Linked DNA regions of Triticum aestivum: region 1 is linked to region 2. The links are chromatin contacts, called in public Hi-C maps. All regions are on one chromosome and are shown on one strand. Each heading gives the region's core, a stretch centred on a gene start, on an enhancer-like site or on the middle of the called end of the contact. The rest is flanking DNA. Distances are from core to core; before and after follow the strand shown.

Region 1 (6,594 bases), core at 1,768-4,267, 620 kb before region 2:
TCAACCGAGTTGTCAAACGCTTCCGCTTTCGGTCTACGAGGGTACGTGGACACACTCTCCCCATCTCGTTGCTATGCATCTCCTAGATAGATCTTGCGTGAGCGTAGGATTTTTTTTTTAAATTGCATGCTACGTTTCCAACAAGTTATTGGGGAGGTGAACGTCGCTCCAGGGGAGCGGCGTCCTCGTCTCCCAATAACAACGGCAAACATCCGCGTGGATGTAGTGTCGGTCGCGTTCGCCGGCGGCCCTAGGGGCGATGGAGAATGCGGGTGGCGCGGGGGCCCTCCATGGGGCGTGCCGTGGTGGTGAGGTGGGCTCATTTTTACGCCGCGACGGCGGCGGCCCGAGGACGAGCCAGCCTCGTGGTCGTGCGCCCCGTTGCGGCCGGTGTTCCACCACCCCATGGCTGCGTGGTGGCCGACCGGCGAGATCGAGGACGGGGAGAGGGAGAGCTAGGGTTTGGGGAGTGTCGGGTTTTGAGGAGGCAGCGCGGGCTGGAGTGAGGAGTATGGACTGTGACCGGTCCACGGCTTTCCATTTAAGAAGGACGGCAACCGTTCGCCTGGGCGGATGACAGGTGGGGCCGACCGTGCGTGCGCATTTATGTTGGCCGGTGGGAGGTAGGTGGCCGCCTGCCACGCGGCCCGACGGGTACGAGCGGCGCGTCTGTTTGCTGTCCGTCTGGACCCAAACGGGGCGCATGTTTGCGCTCGAAAATGGGTCGGGCCGGACACAAAACGGACAAGATGGGTCCAGGCCGTCGCGCGCTGGGCCATCTGGTTTGTCCGTTTTGCCCTAAACGGACGGGACTGGACGGGATGGGGTCGCGCGGGAGTTGGCAAATTTGACAAATTCGACCTATAGACGAAATCAAATCACAGAATGAACTGTCCGTGAAACTATTTCACACGGCTGACCCGTGGCGCCTAGCTCTCAAGCGCTGCACTAGTGCAACGCCTGGGAGCTAGGCGCTGCACTAGTGCAACGCCTAGGAGCTAGGCGCTACACTGTATAGTGTGGCGCCTAGCTCTCAGGCGCTGCACACTGATTTAGTAATTTTCTGATCACACGGGTGCGACGCTGGCCGTGTAGCGCCTATCTGTGAGGCGTTGCACAGTGTAGTGTGGCGCCTTCGTGTCGGGCGTCACATAAAAAGGTCAGCCGCGTGAAATAGTTTCACGGATAGTTCATTCTGTGATTTGATTTCGTCTATAGGTCAAATTTGCCGCGGGAGTTGGCCTTATACTCTAAAAAGCGTTTGCATACATCCCAATGTACTGTTTGTAGTGTAATCTCTAAAAAAGACTTATATTTAGGAGCTTAGGGAGTAAATCTTTTCATGCGTCAACTTTTAAGTATAGCCGTCACTTCTATGACTGAATGCGCCCAATCATTTCACCTCCCAAGTCTTCTCACAACTCAGGTCAACTTAACATCGGTGGAGACGTGCAGTTCAGCACACAAGAATCAGGCACGCTCGATCAGCTGGACATCAATTTCTCCACCTCTGAACGAGACACCGTATCATCCAGCCGAAAAGCGCAGCACATTTCCGATGCTCCATCAGACGGATGGAACCGCCGGGAGTTGGGCCATCCACAGCCGCAGCTCCGCACGCGCGCGCGAGCGATCGATCGTGATCAGATCAGCCCGCGAAAACGACGCGCCGTTTGTTGCGACCACGAGAGGCTCCCGTGCACCGTCATGTGTTGAGCAGTTGGCACGGCGCTACCAAGGCATGCATGCATGGAGCTAGGAAGGAGAGACCACCACCACTATCCTAGCCTCGCGGAGCACAGGGAGGGTCAGGGGGAGGCTACGGGGGAGGGACGCGAGACCGGGCGATAACGATCGCCCCCGACGTCGACGTACCACGTAATAATACACGCCATGTCCTGGGCTTCGTTCGACGGCCATTATGCTTGCTTTGCCGGTGGTTACCAACAATCGCAACTCGGGCGGGTGCGCGTCTTGAATGCGCGTGCCGTGCCGGCCGGCCGTAGGTGCCTGTCAACCGAGCAGGAGCAGTGGATACAACGGCAAGCTAGTTGGAACAAGTACGTACGATAACCACTGGCCGCTGCTCGAGACACACTGTAGCCTCGTCCGCCGCTGCCGTGTAGGGGTACGGCGGCACGCACTGTGCGAGCACCCGTCTGGTGTCCGGGCAAGTAGCAGATCACCATCTCTACTTATCCTCTAAAAATCGCATCAAAATTAAGCTGCTTCCCCGATCCAACCAATGCCCTACGCGTCACATCGCCACCACTGCACGGAGCAACCCGACGCCCGCTATCCGGGCTGCCCGGTGCAGTTTCGCCATCAGTCAGCAGCAGATTTTAGCCGAGCCGTAATAAGAACCAAAGTAGATTTCTCTCTGAGAGAGAGACGGCGCGCCGTGGGCGGGCCCGATCGACGCACGCCGGCCAAAGCAAAGGCGTCCGCTGCTCTCCGATTTCCTGAAACCCGGTCCGTGCCGATGGGAGCACGGGACCTTTGTGCGGGCGTGGCGAGACGCCACCGGGTTCACGTGCCTCTCCCGTCGGCCCGGGTGGCGCCTACCAACCCGGCGCTGCTGCTGCGCGCGCGCGCGCATCGCTTGTACTGTAGCCGATGTCCCCGCTCCACGCGCGCGTCCGGGCTCGAGGGCAAGACGGACGGTACGCTTATCGTGTTACCGACGCGAGCTGGACCGGTCAGTCCTCGTCCCCATGTCGCCCGGGCCTGCGACAGTTTGGTACCAACGGGGACTCCTCTGCTCCGCGCGGTGCTACGGTACAAGCGCGTAGATCTGTCTCGTTCCTTTTGGCAGTAAAAAGTCCGGAAGCACGGGTCGTCAGAGCGCGCAATCCAATCCAGTGGTATGTCTGTCTTCTTCGTTTCCACCTGCATGCATCCGCCAATCGCAAATCGCAAGTACACCCCACGCGACACTCTTTCCGGACAAGTTGTTTGTTTTTCACCTTTGATCGTAGTACTACTGTAAATACTGACGCCTCGGCAGGGTTGAGCGTGCACGCGGCGCTCTACGCTTTGGTAAAGCGGCCGGTCTAGCGCGCTCCAGTTTCCCAGCGCGGAAGAACGCCATCCGAGAGAGACCAACAGCCCCGTCGCGCGTCGTTGAGCCCAACCCCAACCCAGCCCCAACGGCGACAGGCACCGAAAGGAGTTGACAACGCGCGGGATACTGCAAAAACAAAGCCCAAGTACTGTACGACGGGTATGAACATCTCATCCATCCCTCCCCATTGATTTGATTTGATTTGATTTGTTGCCACGGGAGACACTGAGCACGGAAAATGGTTGTTCTTCCTCTTTGCTGCTCCGTGCCCCTGCAGCCTTCCGAAATCCTCACGACCTGTCTCCATTCCGTTCCATTCCTCTCGTTTAAAAGGACGCGATGACATCCTACTTCCCCCAGCAGATGCCCCCCTACCCCTCTGTCGCCCCCTCTTCGGCAATGGCGTCCCAGAGCACGGCGTCCCCCTCTTCGGCAATGGCGTCCCAGAGCACGGCGTCCCCCTCTTCGGCAATGGCGTCCCAGAGCACGGCGTCCCCCTCTTCGGCAATGGCGTCCCAGAGCACGGCGTGAACACGGCCGAGCGACCCGGGCGACAGCAGAGGAAGAAAAGGCACCGTCCAACCCATTCCGAGCTCCCGTTCCGGACAAGCAGGACAGGCCGGCGACGCGAGGTTCGGTTCGATTCGATGCTCTGCTTCTATCACATTTCCGCCGTGCATTCCCTCAGCATCTCACACATCATCCATGCTAGCTAGCTCGGTTGCATCATGCATTTCAGCATTTGTGCCCCATTGGAATTGGTCCAAAGGGAAGGTGAGAGGAGAGGGACATGCATCCCACGATGGAGTGACCTCCAATTTTGCTCCCCTCTCGTCTCTCGTAGTACATATATGCGCCCATGTCTAGCTACCACCTACCGGCCTAGTTCGGCCGACAAGCTTGCTTATGTATCCAGCAGATACAAGCTGTAAAGCTGCTCGGACCATCCCTCCTTCCCGAGCTAGCTTTGGGGATTTTTGTCTCTCGTCGCCACCAATCACCCCAAGCCCGACCACCCAGCTCATAAATACATGTGGACATCCATCAACTCAGTTAGTTAGTTATCCTGAGGTGGTAATCCTTAAACAAAGCACGCCTTGTTTCTCCTTTCTCCTTTCCTTTTGCTCCTGCGCTCTGGCTAATGGAAAGGAGATTAGGTGCGCACGTATTTAATACCCAAGCTACCAATCGGACGTACATACGCGCACTTGTCATTTCGGCCCAACAACTTTTCCACCATTGTACGACGCCATTGCATGCTTTTGTTTCGCGTGTGGGTAGGCCAAGCGGGAGCTTGAGTAAGGGGGAAGAGATATGAATATGATAGAGAGTGAGCAAAACAAAAGGGCAAGCCTCCCATGGTGATGGTGGTGGATTCTTGCTTGCTTGCTTGGCTAGTTGGCTTGCTTCGGCCGCACCTCTCTCCGGGCTCAAGTCTGGTGGTTGTAGTGGCGCGCGTATAATGCGCGCTATCTTGCACGGGACCATGCGGTCGACGCATGTAGACGGCCGGTGATCATCGCCGCCCGTGCCAAAGCAAAGCTTAAAGAAACGGACTGCATGAGTCTGCCTCTGCCTCCCCGTTTAAGGATGGTGTCTGATTATTAGTAGTATTTAAAAACCACGCGGCCGTCGCTGTTGGGTGCGGTACACTGGTTAGTGCCAGGTTAGACGGGGAAGCAAGCGGCAAGCCTAGCCGGGAATGATGCACTAGTAGTACTACAATGGTTGCTTCCATTATTTAGTTGCTTTTCTCGTGCATGTGGAGGGAAGATAGTGGTACTACAAAGAGCCTTCTCGCCCTCCGTCGCCGTAGCAAAGTGGCGATTAGCGTCTAGCTAGCCTTCTCTTCTCTTGGCCTCTCTCCCCCGCCCTCTTCTTCCCCGGTCCAGAGAGGGAGCTGAGCTGAGCCGAGCTGACCGCCCTTTTCTGCTTGTCCCGTTGCAGCTTTCTTTCCTGTAGGTGGGCATACATACACACCAGTAGTGCTGGGGTGGCTCTCAATCAAATTTTGGAACAGAGAGAGATATAGCCGGCCGGCCATGCAGACAGCCAAGACAAGGTATGTTTCGTTCGCTTGCTCGTTCCATCCTCCCCCCTCTGTCCTCTACTCTGCTGAGTTCCATCCATGTGCGGCTTGGTTTTTTTTAGCAGTTTGATTGTTCGTTTTGAGGCGTCATGTGCTACTATACTTATTTGATTCCTTCCTCCATGCTTTGTTTATGCCCATGCATCGGTCTCTGGGATGTTAGATAGATTCTCCGCTCCATGCTCAAATCTTCTGAATACGGATACAGTCAATGTGCGTGCATCCGTTTTGTGAGGTTACTGTTAGTACCTCACAAAGTTTTGAACAGAGTTAACCTGGGTCTGAACCTCCCTTCATCAACGGAGCGAAACTGGAAGCAGCACTGCTCATGCTCTCTGTTCACGGGGATTAAACAGAGGCTCTCGACTGTTTCAGGCTTGCAGCTACAGGAGCACCAATCGCGCGTATTCCTCACAGTATATCTTAAACAAAATCAACCCCGCTAATTTCGCCCGTGACACGTTAACCAGTCGTTTGGGCGGCGATAAACTACACTTTCATCCTTAGTTCCTTACACACCACCACCTGTCTTGCCGGAGCCAGCCAGGAAGCGACCAAAATTTTCAAAATCGGGGGCGCACTGCACGCATGTGACCGTGACTGTTTGCAGATGGCTCCATATTTTTGATAAAATGCAGATGGCGCCATGGGCAACGCCTGTCCGGTTCTTGAGCTCGGCGCCAAGCGGCCAAAGGAGCCGCAGTGCGGCGCTGGTCCACCTGTCTCCCCTCGCTAACCACATCTGTAAAGCCTCGGCCCCGTGCTTGCATATCACGGGGGATCATTAAGTTAATAAGCTAATGCGCCTCCCATTTCCCGGCTGCTGCCTGCCTCTCGCTCGCCTGGTTGCTCCCCATTCACTTCTTGTCGGTCGCCTCTGCCGCTTTCGGCCTCGGATTCTTTGTTTCCCCCCATTGCTTCTCTTCTCTGCATCTGGCTGGTTAACTCGAGCTGAAATCTTTGACCCGTTTAATCCGGAGCGGTTCTCTAGTTTGCTTCCTCGTCAAGAACTTTGGAGTTCTTCTCTCTGGTTTTTCCCCTGCATTTGGGATGAAGGGGGGCAGTGAAACCCTGTGCCTCCTCTAGTCATGCTGTACTTGAGCAAGATGCATTTTCTCAGGTTATATTCGAGCAGTACGGCCGTGAGGCAAGGATCTTCACTTCAGCCTCAGCTAGCTTCCCCTACCTTACCATTTTCTTTTCCTTTTTGAGGTTTCTGACTGACTGTACTTGTGTGTTCTTGGCATGAAGGAATGGCTCCGTGGAGCACCCTGCCCGTGGGTCTCCTCTCGGGGCAAACAAGACGGGCCGGCCGACGAGGCTGGCCGGCCTGGACTCCGGCGTCGACGCGGCGGCCACCAAGTCGCCCACCGGCCGGAGCCCAAAGGTGGAGCGCCGCACCACCATGACCGCCGAAAGAGAGGTACCTAAATGCCGCGAA
Region 2 (6,726 bases), core at 2,847-5,346:
CCCCGACCACCCACCGTAACCGGGAACTCCCCGATATTTTCCTCGCCCTCGCTTCTACCACGGTTTTTTCCGTCATGGACGGCCCAAAGAATGTCATGCAGCTGCGTCTCCGGCCCGCCCAGGACGAAAAGCCCATTTTTTGTCATGATTTTTTGTCATAGAAGTAGGAGCCCACCACATCTATGATGATACCGGGTTTTGTCATAATTATCGTCATAGAAGTGTCATAAGAATGACAGGAAAAAAATCCGTTCGGCCCAAAATGTCACGGATGTGTCTTTTTTTGTAGTGTTGGTGGCAGTGCTGACATATATTGTCTCTTCCAATATTACTTCTACGCCATGAGGGATTATTTGGTTGCTTTAATGCATATGGTTACCTTGGCGACGGTGAAAATCGAATTTGGCTACTAATCGAAGGATCTAGAGTTGATCTTGAGCACGTTCAAGTTTTTTGTCCTGGTGCTTGCTTCAGCGGAGATCGTCTTTCTGTCTAGGAGATGGTTTCAGTAGTGATTGGTTTTCTATCCCACAGTGCTGGCCGATTACTCGTCGAGGTCCGTGTAGTCCTGCTCTTCGTCCACTATGCTCCATGTGAGTTAGGGTTTGGACGTACGCTTGTTTGGCTTGTCTTGCCGCTCTGAACCGGGGCTGTCCGGGAATCATGGAACTCATAAGTTGGAATTTGTCATGGCATGCTCTCGGCCACTGTCGTGGAATTGTCACGGCAGATGTCCTAGTAGAAGGACTTTGTTGTGGAGCCATCACAACTAGGTTAGCTTAAAGGGGTTAAACGGGACAAAGGACACAAGGAGTTTATACTGGTTCGGCCCCTTGCGGTGAAGGTAAAGGCCTAATCCAGTTTGAGGTGGTATTGCTTATGTTTCGATTACCAGGGAGCGAGTACGCTTGACCTAGCTTTCGATCTCATGATGTCATGGCGGGTTTCCGTAATCCCAGGAGATGACGTCATAGCGGGTTACAATATCTCGCAATAACAAATGAAGGATTTTTTCTAAGTATTGAAGATTGATATGAACAAGTTCAAATCAACCTGGGGCCTAATGTTGGAGATATAATTATTGGATATGACCCGCTTAGGAGGGGCCGGGTTATACCAATGGTGGTTTATCAAGATAAAGCCCATGAAGATATTAAAGGTGGCGATTCATGAAGCAGACTTGCTAAGGACCCGAAGCCCAAAGGCGAATTAAGGCCCATAAATATAAACCGCCATATATGTATGACTTGTATTGTAAGGAAAGTCTAATTAGTCACCGAGCCGGACACGTTGTTTATGAGCCGGCCGGGACTCCGTGAGCCGCGAGGCGTCAACCTGTGTATATAAAGGGACGACCCGGCGGCGGCTTAGGGTAAGAAAGAACAAATCGAAAGCTAGGTCAAGCGTATTCGCTCCCTGGTAATCGAAACATAACCAATACCACCTCAAACTGGATTAGTCATTTACCTTCACCGCAAGCGGCCGAACCAGTATAAACTCCTTGTGTCCTTTGTCCCGTTTAACCCCTTTAAGCTACCTAGTTGCGATGGATCCACGACTAAGTCATTCTACTAGGACATCTGCCGTGACAATTCCCGACAGCCACGACAATACATGGGCTCTTGGAGCTCCAAGGGCATGTGGGAGCAAGTGTGATCTTCATGTTTGAGTCGTACTTGAATAAAGAGAAGACAAACGATTTTCATCGCAAGTGTGTCGGGTCATCAGGTGCGGGGTCCCTACGCAGGTGAGTGTGTGGGCTCCCTACGCGCCCGTGCTCCAGCGTGGCGGCGGCTAAGACAACTCTGTCATGATGTCCGGCGCATTCGTTGCAGCCGAGCGTCACGACAGTGCTCTCATCATCCAATGCCCACCGAGACTCAAGCAATGTGGCGGCGGCCACTCGATTGATGTACTCACAAGCGAGACATAGGCATGACTCTTGAAGGCCTCGCGCCTCCAAGGCAGCTTCCCGGGCCTCAATCTCCACCATCTTGGCATTCTCACGAGCCTGCGGCCAGCGAACCAAAGCATAGACCCGCGTGGCAACCTCTCTTCACGCGTGCTCCTCGTCCGGTGCCTTGATGTTCGCCTCTCTCTCTCGACGACGTTGCTGTTGCGGGTGGCGAGGCGTCGACTTCGGTGCTGGCCCCCGCACTCGCATGGGCACAGAACAAAATATTCAAATTTGAATGGCAGAATTCAAATATGCAATTCCGGTAGTGGCACGGACCGACTATTCCCTATACGATTCCTTGGTTCCCCGCACAATGAACTTTCTAATCTCGGTGAAATGGTTTTAGTGCTGATTGCAGCGTGATACTCCTGCACTATGCTCTCCCTCGTGGGGGCTATGCCCTCTAATAGCCTCATCAAGCTCATATTACGATGATCCAACCCCCACCGTGCGAATAATCAATGTTACAGTCCATGTTACCCCATGGCTAGCTTTACCCCTACTCCATTCTGATTTTTTATTTATTCACGATTCTGATACTATGAACAAGGACGCCGTAGCGGCTCCGGCCGGGATCTGACCAATCAATCATCAGCGCGGAGGAACCATCATCGCACAAGTGATTAGCAGCAGACACTATCCGTAGTTCCTCCCAGAATGGAATGGAATGGGTGAGTCACAAACTCACGTGTAGCAGGCATCAATACGATTCCACCACCTCTTGCACAGTAGTTCCAGCAGTCCAGAAAATACACTTGCCGTGGTACAGGGTCGCCATTACACCGCCAAGATTCCACGCCAACGGCTCCCGATCGACGACCGGCCACTTGGGTTGGGACAGTAGTCACAGTGCAGCACCGTATCTCGAAGTATTCAAGACGACGGATACATGTGTGGCCACTGAATACGCAAGTACTACTCCTCTTGGACTATTCAGGACGACCCGTGGGTACATGGATGCACAACAGTGGTGAGTGAGTAGCCGCTGGCGGTAAAGTTACATAGGTCACGAGCACGCGGCGACGGAAACGCATTTTTCACCTCGGCGCCGCGACGAGGATCGAAAAGTGAGTGTACAGTGCTACTACTGTGCTAGGCTATCAGTAGTAGGCTGGAGTAGCACTGTGGCTCTGGCATTCGAAGGCCTTTCTTTCTGAAAGGTGCAATCGGGGGACGCAGAGGCAACAGCGCCGTTGGTGGTAGGTGTAGGTACGGCCGCGGGGAGGAAGAAAAGAAAGGAAAAGAAAAGAAAAGGCTGCCCGGGCCGTGGGGTAAAGCCGGTCGGGCGCCTGCCCGATCCGCTGGCGTTCTGCATGTGCTGGAGCAGCGACAACCGAGACAAAAAAAAAAGGCCATGGCCGCTGGCCGCTCCTCTCCAGCCCCTCCACTCTCCGGCGCAGTGCAGTGCAGTGCGGCCCCCGCCAAGATCCAGGACACCGCATGAAAGGCTGGCGCACAGGGATAAACAAACAAGGAGCAAACAATTCTAGCAGGTGACGGACGGATCTCATCGCCTCATCATCGGCAGCGTCCCGCTGACACCAACGCTATTGTAATCATCTCGATCCGGCCGTTCTTATCAAAATATTGCGGCGTGGCCACGCATCCGATCGATCCGTTTTCCGTTCTGCCAGACGAAACGAAACGGCCGCAGAAAAGGCAGTTCACAAAAGCCAAGGGCCAGCTGCGCTTTACAGTCTGCACACGAGTTACTAGTACAAAAGCTGGTGAAAAAACACCGGGGGAAGCAAGCAAAGGCGTTTGCTCTGCTTGCACAATCAAGCCGGCGTAAACGCCTCATTAACGCGCGGGGTTAACCGAAAGCTTGACCATGGATCCACCTCGAGAAAAGAGACCGTTTGCGTGGGGCCGGCCGCCGCCCAGCTATCTATGACAGGCGGGCCACCCCTGATACAGGTGTCACGGGGCCCCCCCTGACGCGCGGGCCCTGGCGGAACGAGTACCGGCCGGCGCGAGCCGGGCCAGAAGGAAAACGTCATGCGCGCGACGGTTTTTTGGCCACTGGGGCATGGCACGCGCGGGGGAGCACGGCTGCGGGGCGCTGGCCCCACCCGTCATGCGCCGCCTCCTCTCAGTCCTCTCCTCCCCATAAGAGGCGACAGGGGACGGCGCGTTTCAGCTGGCACTGGGGGCGCGCGACGCCGTGACCGTGACCACGACGGCGACTCGCCAGAGGGAGCAGAAGAGATCGGGACGAGGAGGGGCAGCGAAACGGCTCGCCGCCGTACGCTCCGCCGACGGGCCCCGCCACCAACGGCCAGCCCTGCCTGCTCCCCCGCGCGCCGTGGTCCCGCCGCACCGCGCTAGGTCCCACCGGCGGGAATCAATTCTCTTCTCGGCGGAACGGTGAGCCGATAAAAGCGGCGGCGCCTTTCCTTTCCTCCGACGGGTGAGCTGAGGTGAGCATAGTAAAAGAGGAATAGTAGTAGTTCGGGGAGGTGGGCTACTTCACCACCCCTTGCCACTTCTTCTCCCCCCCTTTCCATTTCTTCCACTCCTTTCCGCCCTCCCACAATGCCTCTGCCTCCCCCGGTCTCCGGTTGATCTGACCCGTCGCGCCACCCACGACGGGTGGCTTCAGAGGAAGGTGGGCAGGCAGGCAGGGCGGGGCTTTCGGCGGTTGCTTGCCTTTGAGGTGAAAGCTCGCGCGCCTCTTTCTCTCCCTCGCCCGATGTGAAAGTCGGATCTCCTGTTTTCTTTTCGGGCGCCGCGCCCCACGGCCGTGCTGCCTGGTTGCTTCTTCTTCCTTGTCGCGCTCTTCTTCTCTGGTCAAGTTTGAGGTGCGGCAGAGTAGATTTTTGGCGGAGGAGTTGGGCGAGGGTTTATGTGGGGGATTAAATTCGGTCCGTTTCGGTTGGTGTCTGATCCCTCCGGTCTTTATTTTCGCTGCCCGATTGATGGAGTGTTGAAGGGTAACGCGCGGAAGTAAGTAGGGTATCTCTGCGTCCAAGAGATGCCTTTCTTGCCATATTTTCTTATTTATGATGCACGATTATGTCCTGGGTAGCTAATCGTATCAAATCTCCGCCCGCCGTTTACTTCTAGTATGTTTTTTCCTAATTGATTCGATTAAAGATTTTGGCAAGCTTAGAATTGTGTAGGTGGTCAGCTTACAAACCTCACAGCGTAGCTGATTTTCTGTCAGTATGCTTTATTTTCGGTGTCAAAACCTGCTTCATTTCTTTCAGGTTTTTACGCCGCTTGCTTCATTAGAGAACGACAGTATCATAACCTTTTGATCTCTAAATATTTTGGTGGAACAACTGTTCTTGTGCCCGATCCACATATGCTATGATTTATACTGTAAACCTTGGATTTTTCTGGCCTTTCTTTCACCTTCTAACGTTTCTTTAGATGATTTCCACCCCTTCTATCAGTTGTGTTCTGAAGCTTTGATCTGTACTTTTAAGGTGAAGAAGAAGGTGCAGAAAGGGTACACCAATTATGGCAAAGAAAGGGAAGTGGTTTAGTGCTGTCAGGAGAGTGTTCAGCTCCTCTGATCCGGAGGGGAAAGAAGCTAAGGTATAAAAATACTGTACTTTTACATCTACACATTTGACTTAAATTTTGCATTTGCCCTCATTTTCAGTAGCTTGCCATTTCAACCATTTTGACATTTGGCACCTGTAGACTGAGAAGGCAGACAAGCCTAAATCCCGGAGGAAATGGCCATTTGGCAAGTCAAAGCGCTTTGATCCGCCCACCTCGACAGTGTCAGACATCACTCCAGTAGCTCCATCGCCGCTGCCGCTGCCGTTGCCGCCTACGCAGCCTCCTCAGCCACAGTCCGAGGAGATAAAAGATGTCAAGCCAGTCGAAACGGAGAGTGAACAAAACAAGCATGCCTACTCTGTTGCGCTTGCCTCTGCTGTCGCTGCGGAAGCCGCTGCCGTCGCTGCCCAGGCCGCTGCTGAGGTTGTCCGCCTCACAGCAGTCCCCGCAGCCACATCAAGGCCACCTGTTTGCTCACAGGAAGAACTCGCCGCTGTCAAGATTCAGACCGCCTTCAGGGGTTATCTGGTAATGAATCCACACTTGCGGGATGTTTATTGCTTGCTGTTGTTATCTATCTATATTAATGTCTGTCCTTGGTAGCAATACAATAGAAACCATATGCTGCGATTGGTTTTGGGTCACTGTCTTCAGTTTTTACTGGCATGCGTAAGATGTCAGCCTGGTACGAATTAATACCCTTTAAGATACCTGATTTGGTTGGTAGAGAGAGTTGTTGTCTAATCCATCATTATCATGTCGTTGGTCCAATTTGGAATACAGCCAAGATTGTGCTTTGCTGGTCATTTTCAATCATACTTTCATTTGATGATTTTGATGTTCTTACGCATAAGAACGTGAATGATGATATGACAGCTGAATAAAAAATAATTCAGAATAGCGCGAACCATTATTAGGGTAGAACTCTTAAACTGTACTTCTTGGGATGAAGAGTCGTATATATGTTATGTTTTTGTGTGGCATCGAGTGCTAATTCTTCTTTATTGCATAGTATAAATTGATTAGTTACTCAATTTGGAAAATATTTGTGTAGGCAAGGAGAGCACTGCGTGCACTGAGAGGACTTGTTAGGCTGAAGTCGCTAGTTGATGGAAATGCTGTTAAACGCCAAACTGCCCACACCTTGCATTGCACACAAACAATGGCCAGAGTTCAAACCCAAATCTACTCTAGAAGGGTGAAGATGGAGGAGGAAAAACAGGCTCTTCAAAGGCAGCTCCAGTTGAAGCACCAAA

Evidence for each region. A called contact is a pair of places that touch in the nucleus more often than the background predicts.
Region 1: a contact with region 2 is called in a Hi-C map of leaf, with 9 times the contacts expected there. The contact joins the promoter of LOC123079651 here to the promoter of LOC123079650 in region 2. A contact is called at or near these places in 2 of 5 Hi-C or Micro-C datasets (both in leaf).

What each region holds. Positions count from the first base shown.
Region 1 is chr3D:459,000,703-459,007,296 of IWGSC CS RefSeq v2.1, reverse strand. It overlaps LOC123079651 (interactor of constitutive active ROPs 2, chloroplastic), which reads left to right and starts at 3,017. Exons shown (of 5, transcript XM_044502451.1): 1 at 3,017-3,223; 2 at 3,428-3,696; 3 at 5,012-6,300; 4 at 6,405-6,576. The coding sequence starts at 6,242.
Region 2 is chr3D:458,381,363-458,388,088 of IWGSC CS RefSeq v2.1, reverse strand. LOC123079650 (protein IQ-DOMAIN 3) reads left to right here and starts at 4,096. Exons shown (of 6, transcript XM_044502448.1): 1 at 4,096-4,377; 2 at 5,389-5,500; 3 at 5,609-5,998; 4 at 6,525-6,726. The coding sequence starts at 5,423.